2 separate regions of the Mus musculus genome follow, and region 2 is linked to region 1. Evidence: chromatin contacts called from public Hi-C data. All regions are on one chromosome and are shown on one strand. Each heading gives the region's core, a stretch centred on a gene start, on an enhancer-like site or on the middle of the called end of the contact. The rest is flanking DNA. Distances are from core to core; before and after follow the strand shown.

Evidence for each region. A called contact is a pair of places that touch in the nucleus more often than the background predicts.
Region 2: a Hi-C map of cerebellum shows a contact between it and region 1, with 2.8 times the contacts expected there. The contact joins the promoter of Elavl2 here to the enhancer-like site in region 1. A contact is called at or near these places in 12 of 484 Hi-C or Micro-C datasets (cerebellar granule neurons, cerebellum, cerebral cortex and 5 more), 2 of 115 datasets of contacts at active chromatin or transcription factors (PVALB interneurons and embryonic forebrain) and 1 of 9 other capture datasets (adipose tissue).

The regions. Positions count from the first base shown.
Region 1 is chr4:91,236,318-91,243,946 of GRCm38.p6, forward strand. It overlaps a transcript of Elavl2 not described here. Among named protein-coding and RNA genes, the nearest start is that of Mir6402, 130 kb to the right of the region's middle. Within about 2 kb of position 2,649, at least 25 of the 459 cell types and tissues checked have an H3K27ac peak or open chromatin away from gene starts, as enhancers often do. A contact at or near this core is called in cerebellar granule neurons and cerebellum, where this site is marked.
Region 2 is chr4:91,372,792-91,380,420 of GRCm38.p6, forward strand. It overlaps Elavl2 (ELAV like RNA binding protein 1), which reads right to left and starts at 3,705. Exons shown (of 8, transcript NM_001347149.2): 1 at 3,145-3,705. It overlaps Mir6402 (microRNA 6402), which reads right to left and starts at 572; the gene lies at 493-572.

The DNA.
Region 1 (7,629 bases), core at 1,399-3,898:
CAGAGGATGCTGTATCACATTAATCCACTAGGGACCACTTACATATCCACCAGTATCTATTGGATGTAACAGTCTCTTCTACAAAGAAAGTATCACTTCCTATACCACTAGGAACATAGTATCATACTTAAAGTGGTAAAGTCTCTTGCTCACATCTAGACTCACAACTTAACTAGAAATGCTGTTTGCTTATAAAATCTCGTTTCTGTATTTTTTCTAAAATGGTAGCAATCTTCCGTATAGGATTTCTAATCACACATAACGGTAAGGACTTTTTCCGATACTTTGCTCTCTGCTGTAATGGAATACCTGAACGCAACTGTGGGAGGAAAGACTTCTTTAGACTTAAGAGTGGAGAAGGTACAGCTCACTGTGGCGGGGCAGGCAAGGCAGAGCAGAAAGAGAAGGGTGCCTGTTCACATCTAGGTAGGTCAGGAAGCAGAAAGAGGTACAGGCTGTTCTCAACTCGGCTTGTGTTCTCCTTTTCCCCTCTCCCATTGAGATAGGGACCTCTGCCCAGAGACAATGCCACCCACATTCAAAATGTGCTTTCCCCCTTCAGTTAAGAAATCCCCAAAGGTCTGCTTAATGATGTCCCAGACATAGCTTAAGCTGACAAACTAAATTAGCCATCACAAGGAGAATGAACACTTGGTTCAGCGGGAACCAAGATTTGATTTTCCTGAGACTAGGCTGGGGACAAAGGGACAAAGGGCTTTATAAATGAAAGCTAATACTTGGTTGCATTGTTCCTGGAAGCAAATGGGCGGCCAGGGCAGAATACAGAACCCAGCTGCAATGACTTCTCACTGCTGTTAATCTCCTGAAGCTTACCTCTGGGGCCACTCCCCTGAAAGCAGTGCGAGGGAAGCTGCCCTGCCTCCTCTGCCAGATGTTGCTTTTCCAAGCTCCCTGGGTTTAGATTACACTGAGCTCACTTTCACCCATGTTGTGAGCTAATTACAAAGAATCCAGAAATGCAGGATCGAACTGGGAATACCGCAGGCTGCGTTAACAAACCTCGGCACCATCTGCTGAAATATCAAGATGCTTGTTTAAGAACTTGCCTGTCAGAGGAAGCCGCAGCAGGGACGGTGGGGAAGTTTTCTTAATAATTACTTTTTACTTCTCCCTTTCTGAAAAGCAGCAGCAGGGCACTGGGCATGGTGAAGCATCCAGAGACAAACCTTCTCCAGGTATTGGTGTTGGCAAGGAAGAACCCAGACAGCCTTTGTCATCAACGTGTGAAAGATAGGGTCAAGACTGTGACCCGCAGCTGGGTGCAGTGGCTCAGGCCCATATTCTTAGATTTGGGAGGCTGAGCTACACAGCTTATTCAAGACCAGCCTGGGTTGCAAGACACAGTGAAACTCTGTGTCGAAACAAAACAAAAGAAGATGGGGCATGCTCTTTTTTTTTTTTTTTTTTTTTTTGTTGATTTTATCAAGTCTCCCAGAAAGTCACTTTCTGTTTATAATTAGTTGGTAACAGAGACAGTAAGTGTGCTACTTAGGGACACTATCAGACACATGTGATTTTTATCCTAGTCTAACAATCCTCCAAAAACTTGAGACTGGGTGTGGAACCCCTCTCATAGACCAAATTCTTTACTTCCAGACAAGTAGACAGCCTCAGGTTTGTAGGCAATGCTTAGGCCCACAATAAAGCTCCAAGCAAAGGAAAGCCTTACATCTTATAATGTCACTGTTTACTGAACTCAACACAGCCTCCAATGGTTAGGACGAAGACAATGGTAGTCATAGGGCTACCATTTTATTTTACTTTATTTTATTCCTTCAGCAAAGAGATTTGTTCATTTTCTTCTTTGGGTGGTAAGGGAAACAATAGTAATAAGAGAAATAGCAGCAAGCATGTTTTTCAATTGTTTAAAAAATTATATATGTATGGGTGTTTTGCTCGCATGTATGTCTATGAACCATGTCTATACCTGGTGCTTGGGGAGGCCAAAAGATGGCACTGGATCCCCTGGGACTGGAGTTAAGAGATGGTAGTGAGCCACCATGTGTATGCTAGGAATCAAACCCAAGTCCTCTGGAAGAGCAGCCAGTACTCTTATCTGCTATGCTGTATTTCAGCCCAACAGCTAACATCTTTCGAACATGTACCTAGTATCAGGAATTATGCTGATAGTTTCATCAATACTTTGAGGTAGGTATCATTCTTAAAGGAGAAAAAAATGAATGCCTATAGAAATTATAAACTTTAACCAAATAACTCATGGGTTAGACAAGATGGGTAGAGCAGAGATGAGGCTAGGATGCTATATTCCACAGATCGATTGCCTTTGTGGCTATGGTCCTGGAGGACAAACGGACAACTTAAGGATAGGAATAATAGAGAAGTAAGATGGGAGATACAAGAGCCCCAATATCATGCTTCATGGAGACAACACGAGGAGAGGATCTCCTAGAGACTACATGATACTACTGACTTCAGACACAGGAGCCTGGAGGCATGGACTGCCAGGCACCACGACTTTAGTGAGAGTGATGGGGGAGGCAGGCAAACCTGAAGAGGGCCACGTACACAGTGAATCTCATGATGCTCATGACCCACAGAGGGCAACTCTACACCCTTCTGAGAACCTGCCAGGCATCCCTGGCATTTACAGACATTACTTATACCCCAAAGAACACACAGGACTACCTCCTGGGCTCAGCAGTCCAAGTACAGTATGCACCTGGGTGAGCACACATGTAGGAAAACCTTTCCTACATTCAAGTGCAAAACATAACAAGGGCAGACTGTTAATTAAGAAAAAAACAACTCTTCCTTCACTCCAGGTTGATTTCAAAGTCATTTCCCAGAATTCAAAGTTGCTTGGATCCTGATTTCCATTTACCAGGAGCCTGGTCATTTTTCATCATTACGTAGAGAGGTGGCTCCGAGCTTAGCCCTACCATCTGTCCTCCCTCACAAGCCTGAGGGATTCACAGCAGGGCAGGAGAGTTTGCCAACTCTCTCCAGCCGGCTCTAGGGCAGAGTTGACAAATCACTTCCCAAGGCTGGGGTAGACCAGACAGGAAGAACAGTCCCCTACATAACTAGACAGAATCAGAAATTCAAGAACAACAGGTCACCGCAAAAGCAAGGTCACCCTCTAGAAAGAAAAGAGCATCCCTGAAGCAATAAGGCCATGGAATTCAAACCTGATCCAACCTTTAGACTCCAAAGGTCTCCAGAAAAAAAAGGGGGGGGGGGCTAGAAACTCCCCAGGGCTAACTGTAACCTCCTGCTCCGTACAACCAAAGATTAACGATACAACCATGAAGCTGCAACACAAGCCAGCAGATCCTTTATAATAAGCACAGACTACCCACCCATCCATCTCCTGGGAAGAATATTTAACTTCAGAACAGGCAGGGCCTTAACATATTTATACTTCTAACAATTAAGCTTCGAAGCCATGGATTTTGATTATCATCAGACTCCAGCTATTTGTAGGTGGTTCTCAGTCAGCACATAGCTCCCTGCTGTCCATGCTGAAAGGGTGAGTGGGTAAGAAAGCAGAAGGAAACATGGCCGGCTGCTGTATCCACAGCGCTTGTAATGAAACAATATCATCTTCAGATAAGCTAATTGGTCTCCTTTCCAGCTTCTTTCAAACAATTTTGACAAACTGTTTGGTCAGAGATAAGAAAGCACACCATGCTGGAAGAAACAAGAGACAACACAATCAAGTGTGACCACCTTAGGCCCTGCCACTCACCACCTTTGTACATCTAGCAAACCCTGCAGCCCAAGCCTCATTCGGCTCACCTCCATATCACCAGTAAGTACTCCATTAGCCACTTGACCTATTTCACATGGCATTCAGGGCTCTCATTCGCTCATTCCCTCCCTTCTCTGACAGGTTCTCTCTATAGCTCAGGTTTGTCTCTACTCCCAGTTCTCTTGTCTTCCAAGTGCTAGCACTGCACGTATGCATCACTGTGCCAAGTCTCTGCATTTTCGTGTTGAGAATGGTTTGGGCAGCTTATGTTTAAAGCCCAAATTTCAAATACAGCTCTTTAAGTAAGTGACCTCCTTGTTTCCTAAGCAGTAGAGAGCAGAATGCCAATACCTTGTTTTGTAGAACTCTTCGGTGCTTTATACAGGCCTAAGATAAAAGAAGGTTGTAGTAGCTTGACTGTGATTTAGTGGATGGTCACATAACTAAGAGAATATAGGCAACAAAAACTGGACTTAGATTGAGTTTCTAAAAAATGAAGACACGATGGCCTGGGAGGAGATGGGGGTAAATATGATCAAAATAGAATTATAAAAATTTCTAAGAATTAATACATTAAAACAAGAGGATCTTCAGTGAAGAACTGGCTTTCTTTTAGCCTTTACAACTAACACCCCCAGAATAATCTAGTGGCCTTTTGACAAACACCTTATCTGATAGTAGGTTGCAAACATACACACTCATACAAGCACCCCCCCCCCACACACACACCTAAAATGAACAAAACAATCCAGGAATTCCTGGGACATGCTTTTCAGAAAATATTCTTATAACTTTAACTTGACTACTGTCCTAAAGAAAAGACACTTATATAAGCTGAAACAAAATACATTTATTAGGAATAAAAAACAAAGCAAAACAAAACAAAAAACTCAAAACAAAACATGCCTGTCACATCTTAGCAGATACTCTGTACATCTCTGAATGACTAACTTTTTCTTAAGGGCTTATCTGAAAATTGAAGGCAAAATGCCCTTTCTCATGTACCCAAGTTTCTTCAAAGAACAAACATGGTTAATATTGTGCCCACTACAAATAGAGAAGAGGTTTTCTGTTGTTCTGTTTTCCATTAAACACATCATTTATACAGTGCCAACACAAAAGAGAAATAATGGTTTTAGTGTTTTATTGGGGGGGGGCATTGGAAAAAAACCAATGTTAATCTTCCAGTTCCTCTGTTGTTTAATTTTTTTCCCAATACAAATAAAAAATATATTTTAACCTAAATAATTCTCATGTTGACATGAACACATGTCAGTCCCCATTAAATATCCATCCAGAAGCCATACCCTACAATCTTACAAGGAAACAGGAGTGATGTCAGGGAGCCTGTACTTCTAACAGAGTTGATCAGCACACTGGTCAAGAGCCTCAAAGGTAGCTACACTCTCACTGGGTGGACACATGAAAACACCTAAAGGTAAAGCAGTAGGCAGCCAAGCCAGCTGCCAAGAACTGTTCTAAAGCAATTTAAAAAGGGAAAGGAAGATGGCTGTGTCAGCTCCTGAGTTCTGGTCTGTGTTTGCTCTTCATTGTTTGGCAGGGGGAGGGATGAGAAGTTATCTGAGTTTCTTCTTGGAATCAAGTGGCATCTTAGAAAAGCTGAGATGTGCAATTTTTTTCTTTTTGATAGATGAAATAAGCAAAGACTCTGGTCAACCCATTAAACAGCTTGTTGGAAACTGTTGCCCTGTCCTATTCAATCTTCCTATAGATCAGCTCTTCCTCTAATGACTATAGACACTTTTCATCACCCTAGTCTTTGTAAGCTTCCCAAGCCCCATCCTTAGACCTTCATGAAAGGATCTAGATCTGGCCATAAAGATCTTACTCTCATTGAACTCAGCCCTTGCAATGATAGTTGGAATACCCTGGCTCTGGAGGCACCCCAGCCAGTGCTACAAAACGTCTAGAGGAAGACTATCTCCCAGCATGTGTATTCTTCCCAAACCTCAAAGCCATTACATGGGTCCAGGGCTCTTTATTCTAGCAAGTTCTGCGTCAGCCTTAAGTACATTCAAGCTTGAGAGCCACCACAGTCTTTTGAGTATTTCTCAAATTTTTGTGAGCACAGACCACCTAAAATCTTTGGGGAAGTAGATATTTCCATACACAGTTGTGGGCCTGTCAAAGTACGTAAGTTTTAATAAGTTCTTGTGTGGCCTGAATGCTGGTGATCCACAGATAATATTTAGGGTAACAGGACCTTAGGGAACAGAAACTAGTGCTTTTATTCTGTATACTATTATAGCTATTAGAAATCGGATTTGGGAACTAAGTTCACATGATGCTGAAGCCCCTGAGGCAGTGGTGATAAGTAATCAAATGCTGTCCCCAAATACTGTATAGTTCATTTTAGAAAACACCCTTATCCATGCACGGGTGTGCACTTCAACTTAGATAGTGGGGACTAATGGGTCCTTTACTAATTTATTTAAGCTGTTATCACACTACAACTAAATCTCAATATTCAAAATGACTAATATGCATCTTTCAAGTCTAACATTTTTGATGCATAAGCATATTTTTTTGTTTCAAGACATTTTTAGAGCCTGAAGTAATAAGAAATCCATCAAGATGGGGCTAGAGAGATGGCTAATAGATAAAGTGCAAAGCCATAGGAGCACCCACAAACAAGTTGGGTAGGCAAGCTCTTTGATTTGCAAGAGACACTGCCTCAGAAAACAATGTGAGGAGTAACAGGGGAAATCTGTACCATCAGCCTCTTGGCTCTAGATGCATGCATACACATATGTATGCACTCAGTTGCAAGCATGCATATATACACCATAAGCATATATGTAGCCACCCATATGCAGATCATATCACTACACTTATTATCACTCAGAAGGAATAAGGGAAGAATATACTGCACACTGATGAAACTTTTATGTAGATAATTTTAAATATGAATACTGTAAGAGACTATGATAACATTTAGGTATAGTCAGTAAAAAAAATTTTCAGGAAAGAAAACTTCATTAAAATAGCTAGATGAAATTTCCATTCACTAGTGTTAATACCTCCCAATTATATTAAAGGTATTATTGGAGAGAGGATGATTAAAGAACTACTCCACCTGACTCAGTAACTCGGCTGATCAAAAAGATTGTCATCTGGTCAATCAACTGCCATTTGAAAGGCTGGTCTAAAAATACCTACATTTAAGTGTCTAAAAAAATCTGATAACTTTGAATTGACTTGGGGTAGCTAGCAGGAAACAAGAATTTAGTATTCTCCCAAGATTCTCACTTGGAATACAATCACCAAAACTTTTCAAAATTCCCTCATTGCTACCTTCACACCAAAAGGCTGGTCTACCTTGATTCTCCTCTATGAACATGCTACTAAACTAGCTCTGTACCTGACAGCCGTTTCTACCAGCTTGCAATCTAAAGCTGAGTTCTTCAAGGTACTGTAGTCAGCAGTAAGAAAGATATACAGTATATGAAGATCATCAAATGGCTGAAGTACAGAATTTATGCAGGTGACTGGCCAGTCATCAACTCTAAGGGGGTCATGCAAACTTCCCTGCTTCACAGTGGACCATGAGAGCCAAGGGAGTAAATGGAGAGATTAAGAGAATAGTATGAATCCTAAAGCATTATGACTATGAAGTAGGTAGACACTCTTCCTTCCATATGAATAAAGACAAGCATGAAGACACTATTCAAGTAGCCAACAATCGCTCCACTTGAGCTGCTGTTCTTATAGTGTCAGGAATTAAATTGGAGCCAAGATTCTCTAGTAAGCTACTTGAGAAAAGGCAAATTAATGGGCACCAGGCTGTATGAAAATCTTTTTCATGGTTGCATACACAGGCTACCTCATGAAAGCCCCAACAAGTCAAGAAGTGAACACAAAAGGAAATACTCCCT
Region 2 (7,629 bases), core at 2,455-4,954, 140 kb after region 1:
GTACAGGGTTTTTTTTTTTTTTTTCTATTAATGAAAAGGTTTTGGTTTTAACCCTTCCCTCTAGAAAACTACATTTAAAAACATCACCTGACATACCTACCTGAAATTGCAGGAGGCAGGAGGAAAGAACTGAACAGTGGGCGATCGAGTCGCCGCAAGAACGTGATGGAGGTTACAGCTTCAAGGACATGATGCGGGTTTGATGCAGCAAGGTTCGCTAAGGGCGCCCAGAGATCCCCGCCCCCACGCGACGGGCGGGGAGGGAGGACTCCTCTATCCCAGGGATGAAGGGGGGTGCAAATTTACCCTCTAGTGGGAAGTGAAATCAGGCATAGTAAATTAGGGAAAACAATTATGGTCAAAATGGAGACAGGCCATCCTCAGTTTGGGAGACCCTGGTTAGGGACACCAGAAATAGCTAATTGATTCAACACCAGCATTTCTGTGTCACCTCAAATCAGACTTGGAATTAAATGACCTTAACTGACTTTGTGCGGGTTCCTGGGAAAACTGCTCAGAGAGCGCCTGTGCCTCTTTGACCTCCCTCTAAACAGTTATAATATTCCCATCCCAGGCATGCATTATTGCTAAGAATACCAGTTTTGAAGTGTTGGAGAGAAATGGGCCTACCCAATTTGTTAATCTACACCTGAAACCCTTCCAATGCCCTTCACTTTACTTTCTGAAGATGTCTGCTTGAAGTTAGACCTCTCTCAACAGATACTTTCCAAGTAGGCTAAAGCACATCGGTCTACAATCTTCGTTCTCCCACAGAACTGCAAACGGGTTAGCTCTATAAAAGGAATGCCCAAGCCCGTGGTTAAAAGATGGGGGGGGGGGGACTTCAAGGGTCTGTTAAGATAGGTTCATGGAATGGCAGAGATAACTGGGGGAAACTGCTTTTTAATTAAACTCTTAAATGATGACTTTGAAACATTCAACATTTTTCTTTTTCACAGACTTGTTTGCTCAGTTTTGACAAATCTCTCAGATGTCCCATTTAAGAAGCCATTTTACGAGGATTATCAAACATCCCTGACCTTCCTTTCCCCACAAAACACAAGCTCCCTCTCCTGACCTTTAGAAAGGGATTATCATTTAGGAAGATAAGCTGTTGGGTCACTATTGTCTACCTTGTAACCCCTCCAATTCTCCTTCATTTTAAGCCTATCTTTTTAGGTTGCAATTAATAGTAGGCCCAGAAAAATAAAACATACGCACGTCCTACCCCACTATCTTAGGAATAGCTCTAATAAATAAGGTCGTGGAGAAATGTTGCAGGTTTAGAATCTTAGCCAAATAGAATGTGTGTACATGAGTGGGGGAAGGGGCAGAACCCGTCCATTTAAGGGACGAAGTGCTCGGACATTCATCTCTGTCCATCAGCGTTAGCGTAAACACTAAATGGCTGATTATTTTTCTCACCCTCACCACAATAAAGGCAGACCTGGAGCTGTAGTTAGGAGGTAGAGAAGATAACCAATCTCCACGTCTGTTTTGGTAACAGATACCTGAAAATGGAAAATGGGGAACGCATCCACCCTCCAATCTGCCACAGTTGTACAGCCTTCCTATTAATTCTTTATAGACGTGAAATAGGTGGGCACGTAGCAACGTGCTGGGCATAAATTAAGCAACAATGGCCACGAGAAGTCCTGTCTGCCACAGAGGTACAGGGTGGGCACTGCCACCTTGCCATCCCTACTCCCCCCCCCCCCCATACACACGCCCTAGGCAGAGTCGGGGAAGGGGGGGGGTGGCAGAGCGCTAGCTTTTGGAACCAGCCTGTGGGTGGGGTAGGGAGCTGCGAGAGATGAACAACCCGGGCCAGCTTTGTAGCTTGCCCCCATACTTTGCGTCTCGAGCACCACTCGGCGCTCGCACGCACACATTCGCCCACACCCCCTCGTGCCGATAATTTAAACTTCTCCGAGGCAAAGCCAGCACCTCGGTCCGCCACCACCTCCCCCGCCCTCGCCGCCCGGCGAGCATCCTCCCCCTTTCCCACGTCTACCCGGATTCGCTCTTTCGCAGTAGAAAGCCGGCTGTTTTCCCCTGCACCCGGAGAAATCACAAAAGTTAAAATGAAGCGTGTGCCTGTCTGCCCAGAGTCTCGTCCCCAACCATCTTTCTCCTGGCGTCAGTTTTAACAATAGCTACTCGAGGAAGGGGAGCTGCGAGGAGGGGCTGAGGGCTATACAGCCGACTCAGCTCCCTGGGTAGCTGCGATGCCTCGCGGCTGCCAGTGAGTCTCCCTTTCCCGGAAGGCGGGCTCCGCTGCGTAGGACCAAGGACAGGGCTTGGAATCCACTGCCCAGCGCCCAGCACCGCGAGGCTCCCAAGCAGCTGCCACTTCACACTCACGGCTCCAAGGATCTTATTTACGCTTTTCTGAACAAAGGGAATCTCATATCCGGTATAGGCTCAAAGATTCGGCCCCAAATTGGCAGTCTTCTTTAAAATCTGAATTACAATCATTGGAATCCGTGAATCAGAGTCCTCAATTCTGGCAATGATGAGTTTTGACAGCTTCTAACCTTACCCCAGCCCCAGCCCAGCCCCAGCCCTTAGGCTGTATGTACTTTTTCCAGGCAACTACAACTCGCTGCCTGGTGCAGCATCTAAATTCCATCTGGCAATCCCATCTCCCCGGCACACGCTATCTAGTTAATGCAATTAAGCTGAGGATTTTCCCCACTGGTCTAATCTGCAAGTAAGTCCAGGGCTTCTGATTTCCCCAGTCCTCCGATTCCTTTGCGAAAGTAGAGGCATGCATTCCCCTCCAACATTCAAGTTATCCCTCTCTTCCCACGAAATGAACTTCCAACCTCAACCCCGAAGCTCACTGAACATGTAGCCTCCCATTGTAGCCTGCTGGATCTTGACCACATTTACCACTTAAGTTTCTATCAAGTGACATTTTCGAATATTCAGTACGTTAAGCATGCGTCCACTGTCTTCTAGTCTGGCTCTCAAGAATAAAAAAAATAAAAATAAAAATAAAAAAAAGCAAAGCAGTCGCTTTGAAATGAGGCAAACATGTGCAATTAACTTCACATTCTGTATTCCGCTCACTTACAGGTTTTCTGGGTTTGCCAGCGCATCGCTGCAACTAATGATTAAAGAAACCAAACCGAAACTTACCTTTCTCCCTTAAGGTTTTTGTGTATGTGTATTTTTAAAGTAACGGTGCACTTCTCCCAATAAGGATGAGCAAGAAGCTGCTGGATAGTTCTCTTAAGACAGCACGAAACCTAAACTGTGCTCGGCTTAAAAGAAGCAAATAAAAAGAAATGCTTTCGACCCCAAAGTCCAATGCTAAAAGAAATGATGAAAAAAAATATGAAAGGGGAGGGGAAACTTAAAAAAGAGAGTTTAAAAAGACGGAGAGACTACTCCTATTGCCGTTCAACTAAACAAAAAGGTGCAAGAAAAACAAACCAAGGAACAAAGAAAAGAGACGAAAGAACGTTTTTTCAAAAAGACGATGTCTTTCTCCGTGTTGCTTTTTAGTAGGTCGCTACAGGAGTAAGCTGCTGCATCTCTAAGTGAGAACAGAAATAAGGGGGGAGGACGTCTTAAAAGGGAGGTGGACTGGACCACAGATTTATAGCACCGTATCACCAACCCCTTCTCTGCCTCCGCACTGCCGTGTGTGCAGCTGCTCTGCCAGAGTCCTATCCCGGGCAGCACGCGCGGAAGTATACGCCGAGTTGCGCCACAACGCAACATGCTCATCGCCCCAGGTTTCTGATTGGGCGAGACGCTTCTATTGAGGCCGCCCAGGCGAAGCTCTGCTAGGTGATTGGCTAGGGACTTATGTCACTCTTGAGAGCTCAATGGAGTCCCGTTTCAAGGTAAGTTGTGCCGGGAGGTACACACTTAACACTGGCGGCGAAGGGAAATGCAAGAAGCAAAAAGAGATGGGAGAGAGAGAGAGAGAGCAACGTGGGAGGGAACTGTACTATGAGAGTTTGCGATATTGCACCATCTATTTTCCTCTTAAGTCTTTCTGCTTCCAAAAGATTCGTTTTATTTGCCCTCACGGCTGCATCTTTGGCATGTTTCTTTGTAATAGTAAACTGTCCGGTATGTATGAGTCATCGAGAGCGCCTCTCTTTGATTTGAGAGGGATTTGAACGTACACCCATTACTTGTCCGCATGCCTTTTTTGGTTTGTGTTCCAGTAATCTTTACATCTGTATTAGATATTGGGTAACTGTGTGTATGTTTCTCTATTTTAATATGTCCACCTCTTTCTCTCTCTTTCTCTCTCTCTCTCTCTCTCTCTCTCTCTCTCTCTCCTTTTAGAATAAGAATGAAATAGAAATGGTTTCAACTGAATCTGTACAGTTTGAACTAGCTTTCAATGTATGTCAGGGTTAAAAGGGGGTAGCAAAAACATCGTACTTAACAAAAACAAAAAAACAGGTAATGAATTGAAATAAGGTCCTTCAGTTGGAGGTAAAAAGAGCAGCTACATATAAAATTAAAACAAGCCACTCCTTTGCATTTGCTGGCAATACAGATCTTGAACCTCACAAGGATTGCTGACAGTAAAGATAGTTCAGCCTTTACCAGGTTCTTTTGAGAATTCAAAAGTTTGATCAGTAGACCAAGTGCTGTCTATGTCTTTGCTTTATAGATGAAGATTTCTTTATTCCAACCTCATGTTTGAGTAATATTCAAGAGGCTGAAGTGCAGGTTTATTCATACTTATTTCTTCCGTTAAGTGAAAGTGAGATTACTAAATTTACCTAGATGTATTTACAATGAGAAACAATATCCACCTAACTTAGTTCATTCCCAAGGAATTTTTCAGTTTTGACAGATAGCCTCAACTTCCTAAACAGTACATATATTTCTTACATAATCTCTCTTCTCTCAAAAATTATTTTACTACTATGTTTATTTGCTACTAGTCACTGTCCTTGATAATGTAAGAGAGCAAAGGCAACGGTAGAAATTAAACATTGCAGGAAGATGGAATGTCAGAGGGAAAGAGAAAGATGGTCTGAGAGCAAGTGACTTAGAAGTGGAAAGGAAATTGGTGTTCCTTGAGCGCGTCCTTGAGTTTGATAAATGATTAATGTAAAGAACTGGGGACCTGTTTATCCCCCGTTTAACCTGTGTAACAGTATCTAAGTTATATTATTTTGCATAACAACAACTAGGGTAGGAAAAGTGGGCCTGAATCTATGTGTATAATTACCATTTAGAATTATCATTTTGGAGCTCCCACCTCCTACTTTTTATATAACAATAGCTCCTTGGGGCTTAATTTCAACTTAAAACTATTAACTAGTCTCCAGTGAAACTACAGACAAATTAAGGGAAAAAACAGCAGCTTGAAGAAAAGAAGCCAGGAGACCAAAATATAAGAAAGCCTGCATCCCTGTTTACAATAGAAATATGAATAACAGCAGACTGGGTTTCTTGTCAAATACCTTCAATTCCTCTCACCTACCACCTCTGCATGGAAAAAAATGACAAAACTACACTACTGTTTGATTTATTCATTTATGCATGAGATGAACCATATTTTCTCCTTGTGATCATGTTCACACCCTGATATTGCATTAGTTCCATACATTCATAAAATAGTAGCAGTTTGAAGGGGATTCTTACATTGGTAAAGGCACAAGTACCTTTTTATGGGTGGAAACTAATAAAGACATTACATGGAAAGTAATAAAGCTGTTCATTCGAATGCAAAAATTCCTTAATTCTGTACATTCGGTATAGATGCTTTGTCTCAGTTTGGCAGAAGAGGAAATATTTTCAAAACATTGCTATATTCAACATGTTGTCTTTTCTTTGTAGATAGCACAGATTACCTGGGAAGCTGAAAATATCTTTAAATGGTGGCTTACTCCTTAAATAATACAGATGTTAACTTTTAAAAACCTTTAAATAGATAAGCAACATTTGCTTTTCTGACTTTTAAAAATAAAATGGCAAGTGATATATGGATGCAGATCTCACTGTGAATTTCATACGCCAAACTCGAAACATTAAGGTGCACTGTGCTTCTAGCGATTAATGAAGGCTATGTGCAAACATCCCACCTAAATTAAGCACAAATTTTAATCAACACCTCTTGATTCATAGTTAAGAAAAAGAATTATCCTCAGCACCTAAACTTGCATTAGATAAACAGTCTTTTCATGATCATTCAAATTCTGATTAAGTCATGTTAGGTCTGACATTCTCTTGAAACCTCAGCAGTATTTTGACTTGAGACAGAAAGGGGCGAGAGTTTGGGGAGCTCCCAAAAGCATGGAGAAAAGTTGAGTGTTGATAAAATTGCAAAGTAGTGCTTTTCAAAGCTGAGATTTAAAGACTTCAATTGGCTATATTACTGAAGTTTACTCATAAAAGAACATGTCCCTCCCAGGAATACTTAAAGGCATTGTGGACAGTGTTGTTAAGATAAATAACTCCCTTATACAAGCCCTTCTACAGGAGGAGAAGGGGTGACTTGACCATAATTAAAGTCTCTGCAAACTACTCATAACTTTTTTTTAAAAATAGTGAATAAGGTAGCTCAGATATGTGTGAATTACTATTTAAATTGGCTTGGAAATTTTAAATAGTGTTCCTTTTAAGGGAATTGAAATGCTATTTTTCTGATTGTTTAGCTTTGGGGAGATTTTGTGTTCATCATATTGGAAATATACGATTTAAATCCTGCATACGAGGTGTTGATATTATATAACCTGCCCACTACCTTCTTTACTTTCCCTTCTGAAAGGAGTATATAAGCTTTCTTTTTACAGCTTGAAAAACAGAAAAAGTTATGGATATATTGGACACTTCTGAGAGTTTAGGTCCTGAGAGCACACAGAAGAATGAGTCAGGAATTAGTTGAGTCAGAAATTAGTACCATGGACAGAGACCAGCCTAGCGGACAGAGTAAAGTTTGCAGAGCAAGATTGGCGACGTATTTTCTGTTCCTCCCGTTGAGACTCGGTTTCAAGCTCGTTGGTGAAAGCTTTTACACCACGGATTTGAGGCAGACTCTGTCCTCCATCGAAACAGGTTTGTTTGGAATTAAGCTTCCTTTTGTTATAGCCCGGCCATTGTGACAAGCCCCAGAGTTTGAGCCTGGATGTGTGTCCTCTTCCTCTACTCCACTCCCTTCCCCCACTGCCTGGAGGAGCAACCCTTTCATCAAGGTGTTCTTGCAAAATAAATGCAAATCCCAGTAATCTTGGAAAAGTCTGGCAAGCCTACCTCAGAGTTTTTCATCTTGAAATTTTCCAGTGGGAATAGAAGCAAGAACTCATCCTTGACTACCTTAGTTCTTTTCTGGGATGTTTTCTCTCCCTGGCAATGTCTTTCGCCCTTGAGTACTACCCCAAGACTGTGTTGCAAAGGACCCTTTATATTGCAAACGCTGGAGCAGGAACAGTGTTTAGTGAAGCAGAAAGCAAGACCACAGCCTTTTCTCAACTTAAAATTCATCTACAAAGGGAAAGGCTGCAAAATACAATATACTCAAGGGGAACTCCTCGGGTTTCTGATTTACCTGAAGAGATATGTGAATTGTGAATTATTTCATATTTTTTCCAGTAAATCTTGGGAGATGACTCTACATTGTGACACCCCCCCCCCAACTTGTCTCCC